Regions from separate parts of the Triticum aestivum genome. Here region 1 is linked to region 2. Evidence: chromatin contacts called from public Hi-C data. All regions are on one chromosome and are shown on one strand. The core of a region is the stretch at or near the end of the contact, and the rest is flanking DNA. Distances in the headings are between cores, read along the strand shown. Region 1 holds the start of LOC123145743 (isoleucine--tRNA ligase, chloroplastic/mitochondrial). Region 2 holds the start of LOC123145739 (serine/threonine-protein kinase RIPK).

Region 1 (6,382 bases), core at 651-3,150, 150 kb after region 2:
ATTGGAGATGCACTGACACCCAACAAATCTCAAGTCTCACACGTCCCTTAACCTCAAGAGAGCAACTGGACACACCATGGGCACCTACATTGACTTGTTTGTAGGATATCCTTCTGCTAAACATGTTCACACTACTTGCATGTACGTATGTGCAACATGAGCTCCATCAGTTCCGAGGGCGACGTGGTATAGTTTAGCGTTCTCGATATGCCGTGCTAGGACCAAGCCGCAGTTTTCTTTTAACCGAATTGACTTCTAATTTACTTCTACCGTAGCAGAGCATATACTAGTAACTAATTCCGACAAGTTTCAATTTGCATGGAGCCTGCGTAATGCTAATTCCTACTCTCGTGATGCATTGTAGAAGTATTTAACAGGACACTTGGCACGCAAGTAAGTGCTTTTATATATATACAGGTACAAGGTAAAAGTCTCTCCACTGATTTGAGAGATTGAAACCTTGGCCGAACATCCAGCTCGTGAGGAAGATGGCCCCGGTTTCAGGTAAAATTTCTCTGGTGTTCCCACATCATGTACTATACTGCTATCTTTTAGATTAATTCATTATTTGTGACACTCGGTGCCTCATCATGTTCCGAGCAAACTAAAGTAAAGAGTTACGAGTCCATCGCGCCACCATGAACATGCATGGAGATTGGCCGTAGCAAACATGAAGCCGAATATCTTTTAAATCATGATGAGTGGACGAGAGGTCCTGGTTTTGAACTTTCGAAACCTTTTTAACTTCTGTTTTCGGGGATGATGGTTGCGATGTTAACTGCAAACGAGCTGAGATTTGTCCACGGTAACAAAGCTCTGTTTGAACCGACTTGAGTTGTGCATGAGCCAGCCTATGCTGCTTCTTCCAATCAATCTGAATCCTAGAAGGACTTCTTGCAATCAATTTCAGATTCAATGAATTTAGGGGCTGCGAGCTCATGAGTAGAGGAACTCGTAGGTCAGTTGTAACGAAATTCAGATTCATGATACAATTAGCTCACACTTGTGGACTTGCCGAACGGGACTACAAACCAAATAAATACTCCCTCCGTTTTAAAATAGATGACTCAACTTTGTACTAATTTTGGAACGGAGGGAGTATCAAACAAGCGGGAAATTGAGCAGAGGTAAGAACTCTAGGTGCAGATCTCATCTAACTAAAGAAAACGACTACGCTAATCTTATGTACTCGTGCCCTGTGACATGTGAGGCAGGGGCCTGCTGTTGTGTCCATCGGAAGCAGCGAGGGCGTGTCTCACTCGCCGTTTAGAACACCCCGCCATGCAGCACTTGCTCGTCGGCCAGCGTCGCTTTCAGGAATTGACAATCTACAAATTGGTATGCATCGAGGTGGAGCACCAAAAGCAGGACTGGAAAGTTGCGGGCTCGACCACATCGCCCGGTGGCAGGAGCGCCGGGTCTCCGGCGAGCTCCGGCGGTGATTTGTTTTCACAGAGATTAGATCGGCCTGAGGTAGGAGATGAAATTGTACAAAGAGACTAAGATGTGACCGGGGGGTTTCTGTCAAATACGTTTAAGTGGCTAAGGGGGATCCCACCTCTTATATTATCCGTTCATTTTAGATCTGATGGTTAAGAGGGAAAGTTTTCAGATTTTCACTGAACAAGCGTTTTCACCCGATACATTGCCTTCTTTGAGAGGTTCTTCTCGCTATTCTCCAGACTGCTGCCTTCTCAAAAAACAAAACTATTATTTTTGAGCGAAAAAAAAACTATTCGCAGCCTGTCCATTTACTGGGCCAAGTGGACACGGGAGCCGGGGAGCGTGTCGAACAGCTAAGAGAGCCCAAGTTGACGTCTACAGCGCGGCCTAGCCCAGTAGCTCCCTCCTCACAAAGTGGCCCAACCATGATGACGCCCTCCTCACGAACAAATGGCCCATCAAAGGGGGCCCCACACCTAGCCCACAAAAAAAACCCTCCACACCCCTCTTCTCCGGTTCAGGCTCTCTCCTCCTCCCCTCTCCCCTCGCTCGCCAATCCCCTTATCCCCCGATGCCGCCATTGCCGCGCCCATAGCAGAGCCCACCTAGCCGTCGACCGGCCGGGCAGCCCCCCTCCCCAACGGAACCAGTTCGAGCTCGCCCGCTCGCTCGCTCGTCTCGCGGCGCCGGCGTCGGATGGACGCCGTCTCCTGCTGTCGCGTAAGCGCGCCCCCCCTCCCTTGTACCGCCGAAGCTCCTAGAGGCATTCCTCACGAGCCCCCGATCTTCCGCAGGTCTTCTCGACGCAGAGATGCCGCTTCCCGCTGCGCAGGCTGGGGGCGGCGCCGGTGGCGGCGCGGCGGCCGTTCTCCACCGAGCTGAGCGACCTCTTCGCCCCGTCGTCGTCGGCCTCGAAGCGCCGGTCCCGGGGCCCCGTCATGGCCGCGAAGAAGGCCGCGGAGGGTGAGCCGTCTCTCGCTCGCGTCATTAGGGGTTCAGGGTGGGGTTTTTTGGTTTGGGGAATCGGCGACCGTCTGTTAGGTGTTGCGATGGGGCGTCAGTTTTTTGAGGTGGATTGCTCGCGAGTTGCATCCGGCGCTAGGGACTAGGGACACAAGCAGTGGTAGGATTAGACGAATGAATTTGAGAGCTTCGGATTGATTGCTGATCAGGGTTCTAAGTGAAATTTGCCCGTGGTCGTAGTTGGAACTGACGGGGTCTTCACTTGATGGATGCGTGTAACTTGAGCTTAATCTGGTCAGTCTAGCTTGATAGATATTGCTCTTTGGCAAATGTCCCATGCTGGGTCATTTCATTGTAATTAGGTCATTATGTATGTATTTTTTTATTTAAGGTTTCTACGCCTTCATCACAATTTGTCACCATGTTCTCTTTTTGGTCTGTATGAGACTTCCTTCAATATAAGCTTTCTGCATCCGGTGTCTCAGTATCAAAGCAATCTTGATTTTCATTTTGTGAATAACTAGAAGAACAGGTGAGCTTATTTTAGATGTTGGATGGTGGAAATAGCGCTCAGACGGTGGTGATTGTGTGTGTGATGATGCTAACCGATTGAGATTATATGCTATATATATGGGGATTTGATGATTTAATGAATAATTTTGCTATTTTCTTAGAAGTTCAGAGTTAAAAGTTAGAAAAACTCTCCATGTTTAATATACCTGAGTGCAGTCATGGGGATAAAAGTTCCTTTCATTGAGTCTCAATAAGACATCATTACTAGCAGGCGTTTTAATTGAGCTACTGATCCTTAATGGTATATAGGTAGTCCTTTTTTTTGCGGGAAACAGTATAGGTAGTCCGATTTGGCATGTTTCAAAATGAAAATCTCTTAATGATATAAGTGTTTTGATCTGGACCGTTTGAAATTGAAATAAGCAGTTAATTGATGTTTGACAGGTTGAGTCTTGTTTTAGTCATTGGTCCTCCTTAGGGTGTTAGAACACGGAGGTACCTGGAACTGATAGCTTGTCGGTTTTTCCTAGGTGCGAAACAAGAAGATGGGAAATACAAGCACACGGTGGATCTCCCAAAGACGAGTTTTGGCTTGAGAGCAAACTCTGTTATGCGCGAACCGGAGCTCCAGAAGTTGTGGGAGGAGAACCAGGTGCTGAAGAGGGTGTCCGAAAGGAATACTGGGGTGAGCTTACTTTTTCAAGTAGAGCTATAAATGAAACGAGACTATTCATCTGACCTAGTTGGTTTTCTTGGTTGTTTGATTAGGCCACATTTACTCTTCATGATGGCCCGCCTTATGCTAATGGTGATCTTCACATGGGTCATGCGCTGAATAAAGTTCTCAAAGATATTATAAATCGCTACAAGGTATCAGCTATCCTTGAATTTCATCTAGCTGTACGCACATGTTTATTTGCAAACAATTGACATATTTCTTTTTGGGGGAAACAATTGGTACGGATTCATATTCTGTGTCAGTTCAATTTCTGGGCCACCCCATATTTTGATGCGTGTGCCATTATCTTCAAATGGTAAAGTCTGCATATTCAGCTTGATGTTGACAGTTCAACAAAGATTGGACCTATGTAAATGGCATTGCTCATGCTAGAATGCTAGATAAACCAGCTTAGGTTCTACAAGACTAAGAGTAATTGATTGTGTATGAGATATAAGATTCCAGATGAGAATTTTTTCTTGTATAAAATCTTATAATATGCTGGCTCTGGGTCACCTAAGTTCTTTTTTTAGATGGACACCTAATTGTAGTTGATTCTGTACGACATGATGATTTTTATAAAATTTTATTATGTTGTCCTGGCAACTCACTTCTGTTGAAATGTTTTGAAGTCATTTTGTTCAATAATCAATGATGTGCATATTGATTTGGCGACCCTTTATATTTTCTGATGGTGGTATGATCTAAATCCTTATCAGTACACAAATATGAATTAGAACATGGACCCAATGAAACCATAATTTTCCATTTATTCAGTGTTCTGATCCTCTCTTCTATTGCACAGCTGCTTCAGAATCACAAGGTTTCCTTTATTCCTGGGTGGGATTGCCATGGCCTTCCGATAGAATTAAAAGGTAAGTTCAACTCTATATGACCTTTGGAAATGTTGTCATATTCAAAAGTGTATTTAATTGTGGTTATTTTGTTGTTGGGGTGGGTTCACTTAGAAGATGCCTGCTTTGCATGTGTTAGATTATAACCAAGTAACAGTTGATCATTTACTGCAGTTCTGAAGTCAATGGACAAAGCAACATTGAATGCTCTAACACCTATAAGATTAAGGCAAAAGGCTGCAAAATTTGCTAAAGTGACCGTTAATGCACAAATGAATTCTTTCAAGGTAATATTTTCTTCATTTTAAATTCTAGTGGCAATTTGGTCTGGTTAGCGAGTCAGATGCACTTATTTAAGTTTTGTGGTATTTCATGGTGTGTTTACAGTTTTCTAAGGCAAGGCCGAGTCATGTAATGCCTGGCACATGTTCTTCTTGCTTACCGAAAGCCTTCAAAACGTTTTAGCTTTTAGTTCCTTACTTGTATATTAACAAATAACACCGTGCTTGCAGCGGATCGGTATATGGGCAGATTGGGACAGCCCTTACCTAACTCTTTCGCCAGAATATGAAGCTGCTCAGGTTTTCACTCTGTTACTCCTACTATTTATGTAAAAAATCATGGAAATGCATCTATATGTATCTATCCTATTCACTTGAGTGAGAGCTTGGAGCATTGTTTTTAAGGCGGTAAGGCGACCTAAGGCGAGCACCAACCGCCCTGACGCATAAGCGCCTAAAGCAGGCATAATTGTAAGGTGCTGCCAGGGTGCCTTGCCGCCTAAGCGTCCAAGGCGAGACGCCTTATAAACAATGGCTCGGAGATTGGATGACTTGATTGGGTTGTCAGCATCTCTATCTTGCTTGCAATTAGAGCAGCTAATTTTTCTGTTCTTTTGACCTGTTTACCATGCCAGTATAAAGACAATATGCTGGGGTATAATTCTAGTTTATGTTATGATAATTAATATCGACAGTTCTTTTCATCCTTATCAGGAGCCCTTACTGATAATTAAATTTTACCATGGCAGTAACAACCTTTTGTTTTGATATGCTAGTTGGAAGTGTTTGGTCAAATGGTTATGAGAGGATATATCTATAGAGGACGAAAGCCTGTCCATTGGAGTCCATCCTCACGTACTGCTTTAGCAGAAGCTGAGTTAGAGGTATGCTTAATCTTTCTACTCAATTGCATTAATTTATTGTCAAACACTTTGTTGCACAGTAATCTTTAAGTGAGTGTTAAATGCAAATGAATAATCGATAGTGTTGAGTATGCAAATAAACAATTGATAATTCTGAATTATTTCAATGTGGACTTAAATGCTGAATCATGCTTTAATTTTTGTTTTCTTTGTGAAGTTGCTTGGCGTAGTTTACTAGTTGTCTATCTAGTTTTTTGAGCAAAAGTTACCCTGTGTATGCCAACCTGTGTAACATGCTGCATGCCAACCTGTGTAACTTTCGTTTGTAAGTCCTTTCATGTTGAGATTAATGCCTATGTTTACCAACCAGCCTGGTGTGTTTTTGCAAAACTTGTTACATAAAGTAGTCTTGCACTAAACCTATGTGTGATAGTATCACATGCTTTTACTGCCAATGGCTTTGGAACTTAAATTTATATGGTCACTCTGGTAGACCTATTTGTGGATAATCTGAGAATCCTAGAAATTTTTATTTGTATTTTTGAGCTGTGTTGGAACTTTTGGGCATACAGGTGCTTATATTTTCTTCTGTTGTCGATTTATCTGTTGATTTTTCCTTACATATGCTCCTTTTACCTTTTCCAGTATTCAGAAAATCACGTTTCCAAAAGCATATATGCGGCATTCAAGATTACCAGCCCGTCTAGCTCTGGGTTGCTAGATGAATTTCTCCCTAATGTTTGCTTA
Region 2 (5,808 bases), core at 2,804-5,303:
GGCATATAATTCAGGAAGTGGACTACGAGAAACCCTGACAATCTGGTTCCGCTCGTTTCATGTCCAATAATATTGTTCCATTTTTCCTGTTATATCTTTCTGTGTGGCTACTTATTTTCTGTGTGGCTACTTATTTTCTGTTCTGTTCTTCACAAATTTATTATCCGTTTTACTTTTAGTTTGCAGGAACTTCTTGGCATGAGCTTAATTATATTAGACAAGCTGTCGGATTTTTGGTAATTGCTTGTGCAAGATGCACTTTCTCCGAGTCATTTCTGTTGCATCTTCTATGCCTTGGGGTATTTCTCACTGATTACATAATGTAGGTTATACACCAAAAAAGGAAGAAGACACTTGAGGAGATCAGTCAAGATCTCTGCCCGGTAAGACTGTGTACAGCTTCTGTTTTTGCTGTTAGCCATCATTTTGTTGCAGACTATAACCAGCCCCTTTTCACGTGTAGTCCTTGAGCCTTAGGCAAATCTACCGGATATGCTCAATGTACTGGGACGACAAGTACAATACCCAGGGAATATCAAATGAGGTATGCACTTTTAGCTTTGGACCTTTCGTCTTTTAGATTTTGTCTTGCGTTATTTGTCTTGAAAATGTTACGGTTTTACAGGTTGTTGCCGCAATGCGGGAGATGGTCAACAAAGATACTCAGAACCTCGCGTCAAATTCCTTTTTGTTGGATGATGATCTAAGGTAGCTGTGATTTTCTTGTTAGTTACCGCTTAGCACACTGTAGAAAATGCACCTTTCGAACTTCCGTGTTTTTGTTTGTCAAAAGTGGAATATGTTTTAAGTGGTTGCTGATTTTGTACTTACATTTGATGCTTGCTTGGTGCAGTATACCGTTTTCGACCGAGGATTTGTCAATCGCCATCCCAGCAATAGATTATGCGGATGTGGAGCTGCCGGAATCGCTTCATCACTATCCATCTGCGCAGTTTCTACTGACGGCATCATGACCCACTCCCTGTGTAATAGAACAACGAGGTTTGTGCTGCCGTGAAGATCAGTTAATCCCCAGATTTTTATGGGGTTGCACCCCTTCAGCAATGTTGTACTGTTGTTTAGGTTTCTAGAGCAAATTTGATCTAGGGTGGAAGAGGGGTGAATAGGTATGCAGTTCCAAAGCAACAATTGTTGCTAGACGCCGAACGGCCCTGGCTTCGTGGGTGTCCAGTTGTCTTGGCTATCTATGTTGTACAAAGAATACTGTAGAAAATGCTAAGCAGTTGCCCGAAATTGATTAACATCTGTGGCAAAATGTCCTGTTTGGTGCAGAACATGTTTCGCACTCGTAACCAGATGCGTTCTAATCTCCGGAAAAGTGTTGGTAGTTGAAAGCATTAGCTATGGGAGTGGTTGAACTTGTTTTAGTCCCTGTACCAAACAATCAGCTGCAGATGATTCGTTTTTTGAAAGGAACGTCTTAATCAAGAAAGAACACCATAGTTTTGGCCTGGAAAAAATTCTCTACTAACACCTTTTGCTCTTGTGTGATACAAATACAATCACCAAGAAAAGAAAATAAAAATAAATCAACCAACAGATTACACATCCTGGTTCTTTCAATTATGTACACTTTGAACAATTTGGACAAAAAAAGAACTCACGCACACACGAACTCACGCGTGGCGTCGTTGCTCACGCCCCTCTGTCCCTTCTCTGCCTCGGCGAGCCCCGGCTCTCGTTCCCCGCCACCGAGCTCGCGTACTTCGGCGCCGCGCTCTCGGCGTTCACGGCCGAGCGCTGGCACTTCTTCCTGGCCGCCGCCGCCGCTGCGCTAGCGCCGCCGTCCTTGGCCTCCTCGCCGGCCTCCGCGGCCTTATCGGCCTTGTCGGCGACGACCTTGGCCACCGGCGACGGCTCCGACGGCGCGGTGTAGACGAACAGCCCGGCGGGCACGTCGCGGGACATGCGCATGAGCGGCTCGAGCGAGTCGACGACCTCGCGCATGGTGGGGCGGTTCTTGGGCACGCTGTGCAGGCAGTTGTACGCCACCGTGGCGGCCTTGGCGGCGGCCTCGGCGGAGTAGCTGCCCTCGAGGCTGGGGTCCATGACGCGGTGCAGCTTGTCCGGCCGCCGCAGGTAGGGCCGGGCCCAGTCGACGAGGTTCTGCTCGCGGCCGCGGCGGCGCTTGTCGACGCTCCGACGGCCCGTGAGCAGCTCCAGCAGCACCACCCCGAAGCTGTACACGTCGCTCCTCGCCGTGAGGTGGCCCGTGAGGATGTACTCCGGCGCCGCGTAGCCGTGCGTGCCCATGACGCGCGTCGACACGTGCGTGTCGTCCCCCGACGGGCCCTCCTTCGCCAGCCCGAAGTCCGACAGCTTCGCCGTGTAGTCCTGCAATACATAGGCGCACACACAGTCAGAATCACGGGTCGATCGACGTGTACTGGTTAATAGTAATATACACGTGAATTGCATGCACGGTTGTTTTAGGTGGAAGTGTACCGAATTGTTGTGTATTTGTTGACATTTCTACGTGGTTATCTGGAGTGCCAAGTAAAGTGGCTGTGTTAGGTGATCGTACTAGATGTATACTGGCTACGTGTGGTTGATTTAGACAGGTGCGACTATGTTAGCCGGCTAGCTCCTACAGGCTACAGCTTGTGCGTTCTAGCTGGTGCTAATATAGCCTAGCCTAGGAGACTTAAGAACAGACCAACTGGCCAATTTTGTATCATCCTCGAGGGCACGTTTCCTGCCTCCTCACAATGACAGCAACATTTATGCTTGTCTGATCCCGTCCGAGGCATAGACAATTCGACCGGGAAAAAAGGCTACTGGTTCTACGCATATTCAAATTTGTGGTTGTTAGTGGCTAACAGTAATTAAGTATATACACTACCATAGAGATTAAGTCTAGGGCTTTGCTCGTTCAACGGATCAAAGTCTCTGAGACATCATCATTAGAGAAACTAAACCGACAGAGATCGGCCAACGAGCCAGTTTTAAAACGTGCTGGCACGTACGCGCGCAGACGCAGATGGTCGTCATATCAAATCGTATCTGCTGGGAGGCACCGACGAACTAGTCGTGCGTGCGTGTACAGAGGAAAGGAGGTATGGAGGTATGAACGGGATATGATATGCCCGCCGGAGTTGGTAGGGATGGTGGAGGAGCACTGACCGATTCGAGCAGGATGTTGGAGGCCTTGAAGTCCCGGTAGATGACCGGCGTCTCCGCCTCGTGCAGGAACGCCAGCCCCTTGGCCGCCCCCACCGCGATCTTCAGCCTCGTCGCCCACGGCAAGCTCGCCAGCAGATCTGCGCAACAAAAATCATCCAAGATCAGTAACCATGTCGGCGTGATCAATCATCGAAGAACTGTATGTGGACGAATTCTTACTCTTGAAGAGGTGGTGCTCGAGGCTGCCGCGGGCCATGTACTCGTACACCAGCATGCGGTGGTGCTCCTGGTAGCAGTAGCCGACGAGCTTCACCAGGTGCGGGTGGCTGAGCTGCATGCCGAGGTAGACGACCTCGGCGAGCCACTCGCGGTGGCCCTGGGGGCCCTCGGCGTCCAGGTACTTGACGGCCACGTGCTGCGGCTGCATCCCCGGCACCACCTTGTCGTCGAGGAAGCCCTTGTAGACCGGCCCGAACCCGCCCTCCCCGATGAAGTGGCTGCCGGAGAAGTTGCGCGTGGCGGCCCGCAGCTCGGCGACGGTGAAGGCGTGCATCCCCGACGAGGCCAGCGTGCGGGACAGGTCGTCGAAGGAGAGCGTCCGCAGCCGCGCCGTCGCGCTCGGCGCCCGCCGCATCGACTTCTTCTTGGGTTTCTTGGTGGACGCCCTCGGCGGCGCCGTGGCCTTGGCCGTGGCCGTGGTCGCCTCGTCGCCGTCCGCCACCGCCGCCGGGTCCGTGGCGCCGCCGCGCGGGTAGAAGCAGCCCTTCAGGAACGCCCTCATGGTGCCGATGGAGGTCGAGTGGTTCCTTCCTTGGCGATCGGTCGAGTGCAACGAACTGGATTCTTCCTCTGGTTTGTTGGAATGGGAATCGATGGGAGTGGATGATGGGTTGACAAGATGGGTCGAGGTGCGGTGTGGAGGGTGGGTGGGGCGCGTGCGCGCATATATAGCGTGGTTTTGGGTTGGTCGGATGGAGCCATGGATGGAGGATCGGGTCGTGGTCACGGGGGAGGTAGCCCAGGCGCGGGTGTAAACGGAAGGGTCCGACGGTTTGACCTGGCCGGAGCAACGCGGCGCGGTAAAACGCATCTGCGTGGTTTGCGCGGCCGGTGACGTTGATGGTGAGATTGCTCCGGCGAGTTGGGTGTTGTGTGCTGGCTTGGGTTAGAGGTGAATGCGACTAGCTCGATCGCTAGCTGTAGGAAAAAATGATCCGGAACGCAGCTGGCTGCTGGCCGGCGTCCGACGTGTGTACGTATGACAAGGACGCGTGTGGACTCTAGCTCGTGTACTTCTTGGCCGTGCAAGTATACTGCAATTTCGTGGTCGAAATATGTTGTACAATCGGCCAGTATGTATATATGACAAGGATGTTGTATGTACGTGTCGCGCTGTAATGCACACTGTAGCCATTTTTAACACTGCATCTTGGAGTAGCTTCTGAGGTAACTGGCAACGTCAGTTCAACGGAGCCGTTGAGGAACGGCCACCTTTAGCTAGCATTTGAGACGGAGAAATTAACAGTTTTAATACGAGTAGTTTGATGATGATGATGGAAGAAAATGGCCGCGTTGTTACGTGTCGGTGTCAGGGTGCGGGTGGGAACTCTCGCTTTTGGAAAGGAAGCGTTTGGCCGGCTACATACTATGCTAAGGTGTTTTGCTATGCTAGCTATAGCTCTGCATCGTCGTGTCATGGCCAAGGTAAGATGGCGACGCACCCACCCACCATTCTCAAGAGGCTTCTCTGACTGACAAGACCAGTTCGCGCCCGTGTACGTACGTAGGAACGTTTCTGTTCTTATAATTAATTCTCAACGACTACAGGGATTTCGACAACATATATACCTTTCTAAAGAGAGGAAGGGGACTTAATTAGGTATTGAAGTTGTACATACTAAAATTGAGATACTACTACTTGTTTTTTGGGATGGAGGAAGTAGTATGTATGGTTCTGTTGAAACTTTGCTTTCCTAGGTTCAGCTGATTAGCCTCTTCTATCGTTTTGCACCAGGATGCCTTTTATTTTTATGCTTTCTGCTCTGTTGCCTTCTGATAATGGAACCCGATCCCTTTTCTGAGATCGTAAGGAAAGAAAATGCTATCGTATGGTGCCTGCTCATTAGTAGAAAACTGGGCTTTGGTCACAGGGCAATATTCACATTAGTCCCGGTTCAGTCACGAACCGGGACTAATGTGAGCATTGGTCCCGGTTCGTGCGGCCAGGGGCCTGCCGGGCCTCGTGGGGGCATTGGTCCCAGTTCGTCCGGACCCTTTGGTCCCGGTTGGTGGGACAAACCGGGACCAATGGGCCACGCTCCTGGCCCACCACCCTTTAGTCCCGGTTCATACCATAAACCGGAACTAAAGGGCTGGTCCTAGTTGCGGCCAGTGTTTAGTCCCACCTCGCCAACCGAAGGGCGCTCACACCAGTTTATAAGCCCGTCCCTCTCTGCCTTGTTGAGCTCCTCTCAAAGTGAAAATAGATGCCCTTATACAGGGAATTTGACCTAAATTCACAGTAAATTTTTTTGAATTTCATAGAAATTTATTATGAATTTAGGTTGAATTTTCTCTATAGGTGCATTTATGTTCATTTTTTTATAGTAAATAAAAATAAATAAACCTTAATAAAATAAAATAAAATAAACTATAGTAACTAAA

Evidence for each region. A called contact is a pair of places that touch in the nucleus more often than the background predicts.
Region 1: a Hi-C map of leaf shows a contact between it and region 2, with 5 times the contacts expected there. The contact joins the promoter of LOC123145743 here to the promoter of LOC123145739 in region 2. A contact is called at or near these places in 2 of 5 Hi-C or Micro-C datasets (leaf and an unstated tissue).

What each region holds. Positions count from the first base shown.
Region 1 is chr6D:447,492,303-447,498,684 of IWGSC CS RefSeq v2.1, forward strand. It overlaps LOC123145743 (isoleucine--tRNA ligase, chloroplastic/mitochondrial), which reads left to right and starts at 1,901. Exons shown (of 22, transcript XM_044565225.1): 1 at 1,901-2,163; 2 at 2,238-2,406; 3 at 3,450-3,604; 4 at 3,688-3,789; 5 at 4,443-4,512; 6 at 4,666-4,778; 7 at 5,004-5,072; 8 at 5,549-5,656; 9 at 6,281-6,382. The coding sequence starts at 2,140.
Region 2 is chr6D:447,340,497-447,346,304 of IWGSC CS RefSeq v2.1, forward strand. It overlaps LOC123145739 (serine/threonine-protein kinase RIPK), which reads right to left and starts at 4,054. Exons shown (of 3, transcript XM_044565222.1): 1 at 3,364-4,054; 2 at 3,145-3,281; 3 at 1,524-2,355. The coding sequence starts at 3,925. The coding sequence ends at 1,657. LOC123145738 (protein OPAQUE1) reads left to right here. Exons shown (of 38, transcript XM_044565221.1): 34 at 180-236; 35 at 327-383; 36 at 464-544; 37 at 626-708; 38 at 854-1,262. The coding sequence ends at 974.